Linked DNA regions of Sus scrofa: region 1 is linked to region 2. The links are chromatin contacts, called in public targeted proximity ligation maps. All regions are on one chromosome and are shown on one strand. The core of a region is the stretch at or near the end of the contact, and the rest is flanking DNA. Distances in the headings are between cores, read along the strand shown.

Evidence for each region.
Region 1: a targeted proximity ligation map of alveolar macrophages shows a contact between it and region 2. A contact is called at or near these places in 1 of 47 Hi-C or Micro-C datasets (retroperitoneal adipose tissue) and 1 of 2 datasets of targeted methods (alveolar macrophages).

The regions. Positions count from the first base shown.
Region 1 is chr5:60,711,861-60,717,188 of Sscrofa11.1, reverse strand. The region is part of intron 1 of ETV6 (transcription factor ETV6); the gene reads left to right. Among named protein-coding and RNA genes, the nearest start is that of ETV6, 62 kb to the left of the region's middle.
Region 2 is chr5:60,534,502-60,539,939 of Sscrofa11.1, reverse strand. The region is part of intron 5 of ETV6 (transcription factor ETV6); the gene reads left to right. Among named protein-coding and RNA genes, the nearest start is that of BCL2L14, 180 kb to the right of the region's middle.

The sequences.
Region 1 (5,328 bases), core at 2,224-4,723, 180 kb before region 2:
GTCCCTAGAAGGCCTGTTCCCTGCAGCCCAGCTGCCCTCAGGGCTGGACCATTCTGAGCCAGGGGTCTCGAGAACCACTGTGGCCCTGGCTGCATCTCTTTGCTTTCTGATGGGGCGCGTGTTTTACCTCTCGAATTCTATCAGTGGAATCGGGTGAAGTCTTGACCTCGTTGGACACGGGGGCCTGCACGTTGGTATCTCTTGTTTGGGGAACCCTTTGCGCTACCATGTCAGGTAGGCTGGACCGGCTCCTGTGTGTGTTTGCAAAGGAAGACAAACCTGTGTTTTGTAGAAAGGGCCTATTGTTCCCTGGTAATCGCTGGTGGCCAACTTCTCCGGGCTCCACTGGCTGCCTCTGCAGAGGGAGCCAGGGTCAGAATGCTAATCAGCGCCTTGCACATACAGCAGCGATCCAGCCTCAGGGACTGTCAGAAAGTAAACAAAAGTGTGCAGTTTTAGATTCCAGAAGAAGAGCGGGAGTGGAAAAGAGGCCAGAGTGGAAAAAAGAATGCATGGACGAGGAAAAGCAGAAATTCTCATTCCTGGCTTCTCGAAACAAAATCAAGAAACCCTCTGGTGGGCTGGCTCTCTCCCCAGGGGTGCCGTGGTGGGCAGCTCACCCCCTAGCACTGGTCTCCTGGGCTCCAAGCCTCGATATTGCCCTGGGTGAGCTGGACAGAGGCGTTTTGATTCCATGTATGCTGTGCATTTCCAACAGTCCCTTTCCTGCCCTCCCTTTATTCTCTCAAGTTCCAAACGGCAGGCTGGTGTTGGGAATCCTGCCGTCTTGAAGGAGCACTTTCTTCCAAATGGGAGAAACGAGGCGATTGTTGGAACCAGCGCGTAGGTCTTGGTGGTGGGTATGCATGATGGTCGCAGTTCGGCTTCACCCCTGACCGTGGATGTTCCTTCTCTGAGTGTGAGGAGAGAATTATTTTCCACTCCTGGACTGCCTTCTGGCCTCCTTCCTGTAGATGTATAGAGTCTAATCTGGACCTTTCTTTGATTCAGTGCCTGTGTTCGTAAACTCCGTGGCCATACATGGCAGGTGCACAAAATTGCATCTCCTAGAGGGCATCGTGGTGGAAACCGCATCGGCCGTGGAGTAAGGAGGGACCCGGTTCTAGTTCTCACCCTGCCAGTGACCTGACATGTCCCCTTACGGGGCCACAGTCGCCTGTTTCACAGATGAGGTTGAACTAGATTGGGGCTACGGGAATTTTCATCTCAGCCTTCTCTCCTAAATTATAGCCCATTAAGTGACCTTTGAGCAGGAGCTGTCTATAAGCTATTTGAAGTCTCTGCAGTCCTCGCTCAGCAGCTGTGTTTATGATTCTCCCTGCCTGATCCCCTAGAGTTTGGCGAGTAGAGAAATCATCTCCATCCAGCTCTGTGGTGAGCAGAGACCCAATCTGCACTCCTTCTCCAGAGTTTAGTCTTGGCTCCACTGGGAGAGAGAGCGCCCATCACCACACACAGCCTTGATCTTCTTTAACCGGAACTGGAATGAGCCAGACCTGGGGTTCATGAGACAAAGGGGGGACAGGCTGCGTTCAGGGTTGAGGAGTCCTGATGGGAAAAATTAACAGTGTGTGGACTTAGGGAATCGAAGACACGTAAAGCACACCTGCTGCTGGCTCTCTGGGGGAGGCTTGGTGCCTTCCTAGTACCGACTGGACTCGGAGGAAACTGGCCGAAAGACTGGACATTGGGAAGTTCCCCTCGTGGCGCAGTGGTCATGAACCACAGTATCCATGAGGTCACGGGTTCAATCCCTGGCCTCGCTTGGTGGGTTAAGGATCCAGCGTTGCTGCGAGCTGTGCTGTAGGTTGCAGACATGGCTTGGATCTGGTGTGGCTGTGGTTGTGGCCAGCAGCCACAGCTCCGATTCAACTCCTAGCCTGGGAACTTCCATGTGCCACAGGTGTGGCCCTAAAAAGACAAAAAAAAAAAAAAAAAAAAAAAGAGAGAGAGAGACTGGACATTGGCTTGGGAACTGGGCTAGAAGCGCCACAGTGCCACAGTATGTTTCGTAAGGACACTTGGGGCTGAGTGTCCCACGTGCCTGGGAAGTGTGCTCCCAGTCTGGGCATCTCAGCTGATCAGGGGTCCCCGCTCGCTGGTGTGCACTGCCGTCCACAAGCCTTGCTCTGTTATCCTTACTGACACAGGTACTATTTGTAGCAGACCACCAAGCGGGATGGGCATTGTTTCCTTGCAGGCACGTAAAAATCCCACACGTGCCCCTGCTCGCCTTCTGATCCCTCAAGCCGGTTACGGAGCTATTCATGCCTTCCGTGCAGCTGAAGCCCAGCGCCACCCAAGCAGTTCTGCTGTTCCGCTGGTTTATTTTTCTTACCCTTGCCCCCACCCACCTTGGTGTTCTGCCTTCGGTGTTTATTGAGTTACTCATTCAGCCAGACCTGTGGGGATAATGAAGAGATGTAAGAAACTGCCCCAGGACTTCGGGGACTTAAAACCCATTTGAGAAGAAAGGGCTAAGCACATGAAGGAGTCATCTAGCAACACGAGCCCTTGGACGGAGGAGATAAAAATGAGCCAAGAAGGGGATTTCTGTGCAGGAGTGGTCAGTAGGCTGGACTGAGTTGGCAGTCTCACTACATGGCCTAGACGCTTAGTCTCTCCCCTTATTATTATTATTTTTTAATTTTTTTGGCTCTTTCCACAGCTGTGGCATGCAGAAGTTCTCAGGCCAGGGATCGAATCCATGCCACAGCAGTGACCTGAGCCACAGCAGTGACAATTCCAGATCCTTAATTGCTAGACCACTAGGGAACTCCTTTATTTTATATAATATTCGATATATACACAAGAAGATATGCGTTACAAAGCATAGTGATAAAATGAATCTCGCTGTCTTCCCACCTGAGTTAGCCACCATCTTGAATTTGGTGGGTTTTATTCCTTTGCCACCTCTGTGTTTTGTTTTGTTTTGTTTTTTAACTTTTTCAAACATCTCCGTAGAACTCATGTGTTTTCATTGGCAGTCTCATAATTTTCTGTGAAACGGCACCTCTGGAGGCAACAAGGACTTACATTATGGTTAATTTTATGTGTCAACCTGGCTGAGATATTGGCCAAACATTATTCTGGATGTTTCTGTGAAGGTGTTTATGGATGAGATTAACATTTGAAATCATGGACTTGAGTAGAGCAGGTTGCCCTTCAGGATAGGGGTGGGCCTCTTCCAATCAGTTGAAGGCCTGACGAGCACAAAAGACTAACCTCTCCCCTCCTGGGAGGAAGGAATGCAGCAGCCAGCCTTTGGCCTTGAATTCTAGCCTCGGCTCCTGTCTGGGTCTCCAGCCCTCTTTGTAGATTTTGGACTCGTCAGCCTCTGAACCTATGACCCAGTGCCTCAGAAGAAGTCTCTTCCTGTGTCTCTACACACGTCACTGGCTTGGTTTCTCTGGAAAGCCCTGACAAAGACAGCACATCACATTTCACATGCCACCTAGGTAGCTGTACAGAATTGAGCAGTGTGCTCTTAGGTCAAGAGATCAGCAGTGTGTTAGTCACAGGCTGGGAAAGCGTGTGGCTAATTCTGGTCTAGGCTGTGGGAGAGAAACCTGGCTTTTCTGTAGAAACAAAGCTAACCGTCTCTTTGAGGAGTACTCCTTTCTCCCTTTTAGTCCTGTACCTCCTTTCGAGGTGCTCTGGCTTTTTCTGGTCACTCAGCTACTTTCTCCTCCGCACCTCCGTCCCCTTAGAGCCATCCTTCCCAGCGCATGTGCAGTCCTACCTGTGTGTTCCCATGCATTCCATGAGGAATCTTGTTCTGCTTGTCACCAGGAAAGACACCCGCCCAAGGGTGGGGGCTGTGGTCAGTCTGTATTTCTCATGTGTGTCCAGTGCCAGATTATCAGTCGAGGTGCCTCTCAACCTGTTGAGCCCACGTTATCCTCTCCCAACAGCAGCGCCAGGCGGTAGCTGCGGTCATCGTGCTGCTTGCCCTGCAGGGGGAAATGGCAAAGAAAGTTGTTGAAATGGGTTTGGATCCAGATAGTGTGGTCTCAGAGGTCCCGTTCTTCACCCTTTTTATTTATGGGTTGATGTTAACATTCTTTTAATTACAGTTGATTTACAGTGTTTTGTCAATTTCTGCTGTATAGCAAAGTGACCCCGTTATACATATATGTACATTCTTTTTCTCACATTATCTCCCGTCCTGTTCCATCACAAGTCCTCACACCTTTTAAACACATTGTAAACTGGGAAGTGCTCTGCAGATGTGATACGGCTGTGGTCAAAACATGCCCACTGCCTTGGAGCCCTGTGGTCTGCAGGCTGAGGGCTTGGGTGTGGGAAGAGCTGATCCAGGCTCATGAGGTCCTTGGGAGGAATGTATTTCTCTTCCTGGAAAAGCTCTGGTTCTTTAACAGGAGCCTTCCCGTGGCCTCAATTCCTGAGCCCCAAGGAAGAGGCCTTTAGGAAGGATGGTTAGGGGCGAGGAGGTTTTGAGCCTCCTCGAGGTCACACCAAGAAAGCCACTCCTACTTGGTGTTTGAACAGGTCCCGAGGGAGTACCTGTTGTGGCTCAGTGGTAATGAACCCGACTAGTATCCATGAGGACACAGGTTGGATCTCTGGCCTTGCTCAGTGGGTTAATGATGCTGCATGGCTGCAAGCTGCAGTGTAGGTCACAGACGAGGCTCAGATCCTGTGTTGCTATGACTGTGGTGTAGGCTGGCAGCTGTAGCTCTGATTCGACCCCTAGCCTGGGAACTTCCACGTGCCGTAGGTGCAACTCTAAAAAGGAAAAAAAAAAAAAAAAAAAAACATACCACCCCTCCTTTTTTCTGCATCTCTCCTGGTTCCCTCTCTGTTGTACTCTCTTGTTGACCCTGGGATGTAGAGATACTGTTTCTGGTCCCAGATTCCTTTTTCGAAGGAAAGAGAATGTTTGTGTACACCTCTGTTTTCTGCGGGAGATCCGTGCTGCTCCCTCTGCTTCCCAAACATTTCTCCTGAAAGCGTTTTCAAAGCATCAGTCATGCAAGGTAACAATGGTTTCTGGATCTTTTTAGGGGCATGTTCTTAAGTACTCAAAATGAGTAAAAGTCATGATTTATATGTCATTTCCTTGTTTTCTTCAACAGCATTATGCTTGAATCAGTAAGTATTTCGGTCAACATTTTTTGAGGAAGACTTGTGTGATGTTTCCCAACCTTCCCCTCCCCCGAGGGTGGACTTGCATCACTGAATCACTTTTCTCTACCTTTTTTTTTTTTTTTTTCCCCGCTTTCTGTCTCCTGTTTTGTCAAGGCTCCAGCAAACTCCAGCCCTTTTGCGGTGTTTTTTCAGTCC
Region 2 (5,438 bases), core at 65-2,564:
CAGCTCCACACCTCCTGCAAGCCAGAGGTGGAAAGGGTTAGCCGTGTTTGCAGCCATGGTCCTTCTGCCCCAGTGAAGCCAGGGAGCTTGGATCGGTACCCTCCGCCTGGGCTTCTCCCTCTCCCAGCGTGCCGCCGCTGTGCACAGATGGCTTCTGTTTTCCTCCACCCCAGCCAAGCACAAGCAATTGCCCATGGTAAACCCATCACCTCTGTGTATGAACACAGGGTTGGCTGCACTGGATTTATCAGCTTTCTGCTTCTAGATAATGGCTGATCTAGCATTGAGGAGGACAAAAAAATAGAAAAAAACTAAGCTGCAGATAGGCCTCCTGCATGTTGTAAAACCTGTGCTTCTATAAGCAGGGTTTCTCAAGCTTGATGCTCTTGAGATTTGGGCAAGTAATTTTTCTCTTTTTTTTTCCCCCTTTTTAGGGCTCCACTGCTTGCATATGGAGGTTCCCAGGCTAGGGGTTGAATCGGAGCTGTAGCTGCCAGCCTACACCACAGCCACAGCAATGCCAGATCTGAGCCACGTCTTTGACCTACACCACAGCTCAAGGTCCTTAACCCACTGATTGAGGCCAGGGATCGAACCTGCATCCTCATGGATGCTAGTCAGGTTCTTAACCTACTGAGCCACAGCAGGAACTCCAAATAATTCTTTATGCAGAGGTGGGGGGACAGGTGGTTCTTTTGTGCATTGTCAGATTTTTAAAGGCATCCTGGTCTCTGCCCGCTACATGCGCATAGCATCCCCCACCCCAGCTGTAACAATGCAAATTGTCTCCAAACATTGTTCAGGACCCCCGAGGAAGCAAGGCTGCCTCTATTTTAGAACCATTGCTATAAAGCAGAGAAGCAACTTTCTGTTTTTCATGTTACTTACCTGTTTTGTTGCTGAACCCAAAATCAGTGTATTTGTTTCTCACAATAAATTTCAAGCAATGAAACAGGAACACTAGGCCTCTCCTTGTTGGTGATTATATCCACAGAACTCTGGTTTTACAGACCTTCATTTAAAATTCCATTTGGGCAGTTAAAACAACATAAAATTACTTTCTTAGACACTTTCCCAAAATTTAAATTAACCACTGTCATAAAACATTCCCTTGTCAATAACTTGACTTGCCCGCTCAGATTTTTTAAACATCAGTTTTGTCTAGCATGGTGTTTTTGTTTTTTTTTTTTCCATTAGAAACCATGTTGGTTATATGTGAAATGCCCATCTTTTTACAGTCTCTCCACAACAAGCTTGTACAGTGAGTCTCTGGTAAGAGACAGGCGTGGGAGGGAAAATATTTCTCCCTGACCACAGGAAAGGATTTTTCACAATGGCTTTTAACTGTGGAAATCCAGGGTACCTCACCCAGCAGGAAAGAGCGAGAACTCTCTTTCTGCAACTGGAAAATAGCCTTTTACTTGAGCGAAAGCCTTTCTTAAACTTCCTCTTATGTCCACATCATGGACATTTGTTTAAAATTCCCATATTCCCTGATAGAGAAAGACTTTTAGTTTAGGAGAAATTTATCTAAAATTAATTAAGACTTTGGGATATAAATTTTTTTTCATATGCATGTTGAAATGTTTTGTCATGGGATAAACTTTTGCGTAGAGAGTTTGGTGCATGTTACTCTTTAGTATTAAGCAGTTTTATTGATGATCAAAGAGTATTTTATCTGTGTAGACATGATGGATTTTGACAAAGCTGAGAAATTATTGGTGGGCCATGGCACCAACCTCCAGAGGATCTAGGGAACTTAAAAGGATCTGCCTTTTATTTAAATACATCTTAAAAACAATAAGTCATATGGCTTGAACTTCGATTGTTTAAAAAAAAAAAAGGAAAAAAGTTGTATGGTCAGAGAGTTATTTTTAGCATCTGGCATAATTTTTAACTAAAGAAACAAAAAAAATCAATAGCGTTATAAAAGCCAGTTATGCTCTGAATTTGAAACAACTGCTTTATGCCACAAAATTCCTGTCGCTACCTCCGTGAACTGAGTAATGCGGTACATCTTGAATGTCAACATATTTTTATTTCTCAGCTAATGTTAGCTTTGCTGGGTTAGATGTCATTTAAAATGATCAACTGGCAGCTTGTGTGGGGTTACTTTCCCATTTATGAAAGGGAAACGTTTGCAAGATACAAGGTCCTTGCACCTCATACGTAGAATCTGTTCTCTAGTAAACCCCTGACCTTCCTTCACCAACCAAACACAGCTCATTTTCGGTCAATGGTTTACAAAGGTCTCGGTTTGATGTCTCTAAAGAACCAGCAGGGTAGTCCCGCCAGCGCTGGTTAAGCCTTCCTTGGAGAAATGGTCTGGTTTGCATTTCGCCATTTTATGAGAAATAGAATGTATGAGGCAGTAAAAGAGAAGCAACAGAAAACAATAAAAGTGAAAATCCTTATGCAGATGAGGATAGAACATTCCCTTTGACATTTTAGCTCCAAGAAGTCCTAGAGGTGAGGGGACTGCCAATAGATTGCTTACCTTCACATGGGCAAAATCCTTCCTGCAGTCACCCATCCCAGTACTAAGCAGGCCCAACCCTGCTTCGCTTCCAAGATCAGGCAAGATCCAGTGCCTGCAGGGTGGTGTGGCCATCGTCCTTTGGCCATAGACCACGAGTTCTTTCTATGCAACTGCAGAAGACAACCAGATAGGTTTATTATAATTAGGCTTATTATTATACTATTAAAATGAATACACACTCTCAAGAATCACATCCCAAATCCAGATGAATCCAAAAGGTGTCATCAGGAGTTCCCGTTGTGGCTCAGCAATAACGAACCCATCTAATATCCATGAGGATGCAGGTTCAATCTCTGGCATCCCTCAGTGGGTTAAGAATCCAGCATTGCCATGAGCTGTGGTGTAGGTTGCAGACAAGGCTCAGATCCCGTGTTGCTGCAACTGTAGTGCAGATTCCACCCCTAGGCCTGGGAACTTCCATATGCTGAGGGTGTGGCCTTAAAAAGAAAAATAAAGGGGGAGGGGGTGTCATCGAGCATCTTGATGGTAAAAATGATTTGTAACCCTGTCAGGAAACATGGAGAAGTTATTCACAAAGTCATTCACAAACTGCCTTTGCTCCTCCTAGTTGGCTGGTAGTTTGTGTGATAAGATTTGCTTTTGTCAGATGGTTTCCACTTGGAAGAGACTGCGGGAAATTAAAATGTATCTGCCATTTGATGGCAAGGCAAAAAACTGGACAATTAAACTGCAACCCACTTCTCTATTTTCCATCTGTAATAAAAACGATGTAAGACAAGGAGGCAGCAGAGAGGGCGAAAGACACTGCCTACTTCACTGCTTTGCCTAGAGTCATCCTCTTAGAAGCGCCTTATAAATGAGCTCAGTGATTCTCAGTCTGCAGTAGTGTGGCAGACTTCTCAAGGTACTTGCAGATGCTGTGCCTTGTCCCCTCTGCTGTCTTTTGCTCTTCAGCACCCCCTCTGGTGATCAAGAGCACAGCAGCAGGCTGGGGTGGTTATGCAAAGGGCAGGCCAGCTCCTGCTTCTGTGAGAGTGGGATTCAAACTCCAGGAGGACCAATCATCGTTTGAAGGAGACCACCACCACTGGTCTTTTTCTGAAACACAAGAAATCACATCCCATTCATTTTTCAACACAGATAATCAGGGGGGGAAAGGATACAGTAAGGGATCCTAAAGATTTATGGTCATTTTAAATTTAAGGCTAATTCCTTCAAAGATTAAGAAAATGCCAGTCCTGTCCACCGTTCAGAGAGAAAGCTGGATTTCTCATAGGACACACTAAACAGGGTTAAACTGTGCTCTGGCAAGTCCTAAGATTTTATAGATATACACCTCTTACCTAGCTTCTCTGAGACTAGAAAGCGCATCGTGACGTGTGACGCCAGCATCGTCACCCATGAGCTATGCCCTTTGAGCAAATGGCCAAACCCTCTAAGCCCCAGCTTCCTCATCCATAAAATAATTATAGCCACAGCTCCGGCCTCACCAGGTGGCAGAAGGGTCAGATGCAGTTGTGCTGGTGGGACACAGCACAGTGCCTGCAAATAGCACCCAATCAATGCCGTCAGTGTTTTCATTCGTTTCTCACATCATCCCTTTACAATAACCCCATAAAGACTAAGTGTGGGAGTTCCTCTTTGCTAAAGGAGGAAACAGACCCTCAGGAAGATTTGAGAAACTTGCCCCAGGTGACCTGCCTCAATTCCCCTTGTAAACAGGCACCAAAGGAGAGGGTGTTTCCTTCTCTGGGAGGTGAATGCAGTGACGCTAAGACAGTCCGAGTAGGGACTACACATTCCCTGCCCAGGTCGGCCGGCCTCACCCAACATAAGGAAGTCAGCACATTGCGGTGCCAGAGCCCCAGCATTCAAATCCCAGTGACTTCGGGCATTAAGGATTAGAAAGGATGCAGCACGTAGAGTGAGGCGTAGAAAGAATGCTTGTGGAGTTCCTGTAGTGGCTCAGCGGTAACCTAACTCACATCCATGAGGTTGCAGGTTCCATCCCTGGCCTTGCTCAATGGGCTAAGGACGCAGCGTTGCCATGAGCTCTGAGGTAGGTCACAGATGCAGCTCGGATCCCACGTTGCTGTGGCTGTGGCGTAGGCCGGCAGCTGTAGTTCTCTTTTGACCCCTAGCCTGGGAACTTCCACATGCCACAGGTGCAGCCCTAAAAAAGAAAAAATAAAATGCTTGTAAAGTGCAGAATATGTACACAGGTGGTCAGCATTTAATCACTATGACCAGCCATGCTATCACTGTTGCTTCTGGTACCTATCAAAGCTCCCAGAAGCAACAGTGAACTGAACTCCTGGGATCCAGGCTGCATTAATTAGACCTAGAAAGTCCACACCCGTCTCCATCTTCTGTCCAGGTAATGCACATGCAAGCCACAGTCCATGATGACACGAATCCAGAAAGCACTAGAGAAGTCTGTGGCTTCTCTCTGAATTTTCCAACCCATGTGGCCCCAAGCCAAGCCTAGCACAGACCCTGGGCTATACTAAGAAAGATCTGTCGCCTGACCGAATAATCCAACCTCAAGGGGTTTTTTGCACCGGGTTCCTTTCTAACCTGAGTCCATTATAATAAAACAATTTTTTAAAACCTCCAAAGCAGCAATAATGAGAATATCTGCATTCTTCGTAAAAACCACGCTGGCCACGGTTCCCACAGTCATCGTCTCCAAACCACGTGGATTTTCTTGTCCCACATTTTTTCATGCATCAGACTTCTTTTTCTGCCATTTTCTAGCCGAACTCAATCGTCACATCTTTATCCATTCCGTACCACCCTCCAAAACCAAAGTCACCTTTAGCCCCACCGTTGACACCCTGCCACTCCCTTTGCAACACGGGGACACTCTCTACCAGCCTGTCTTCAGCCGCCTTTGCAGTTAGAGCTTGTTCTGTCTCTCACGTGGGCTCTGCTCAAG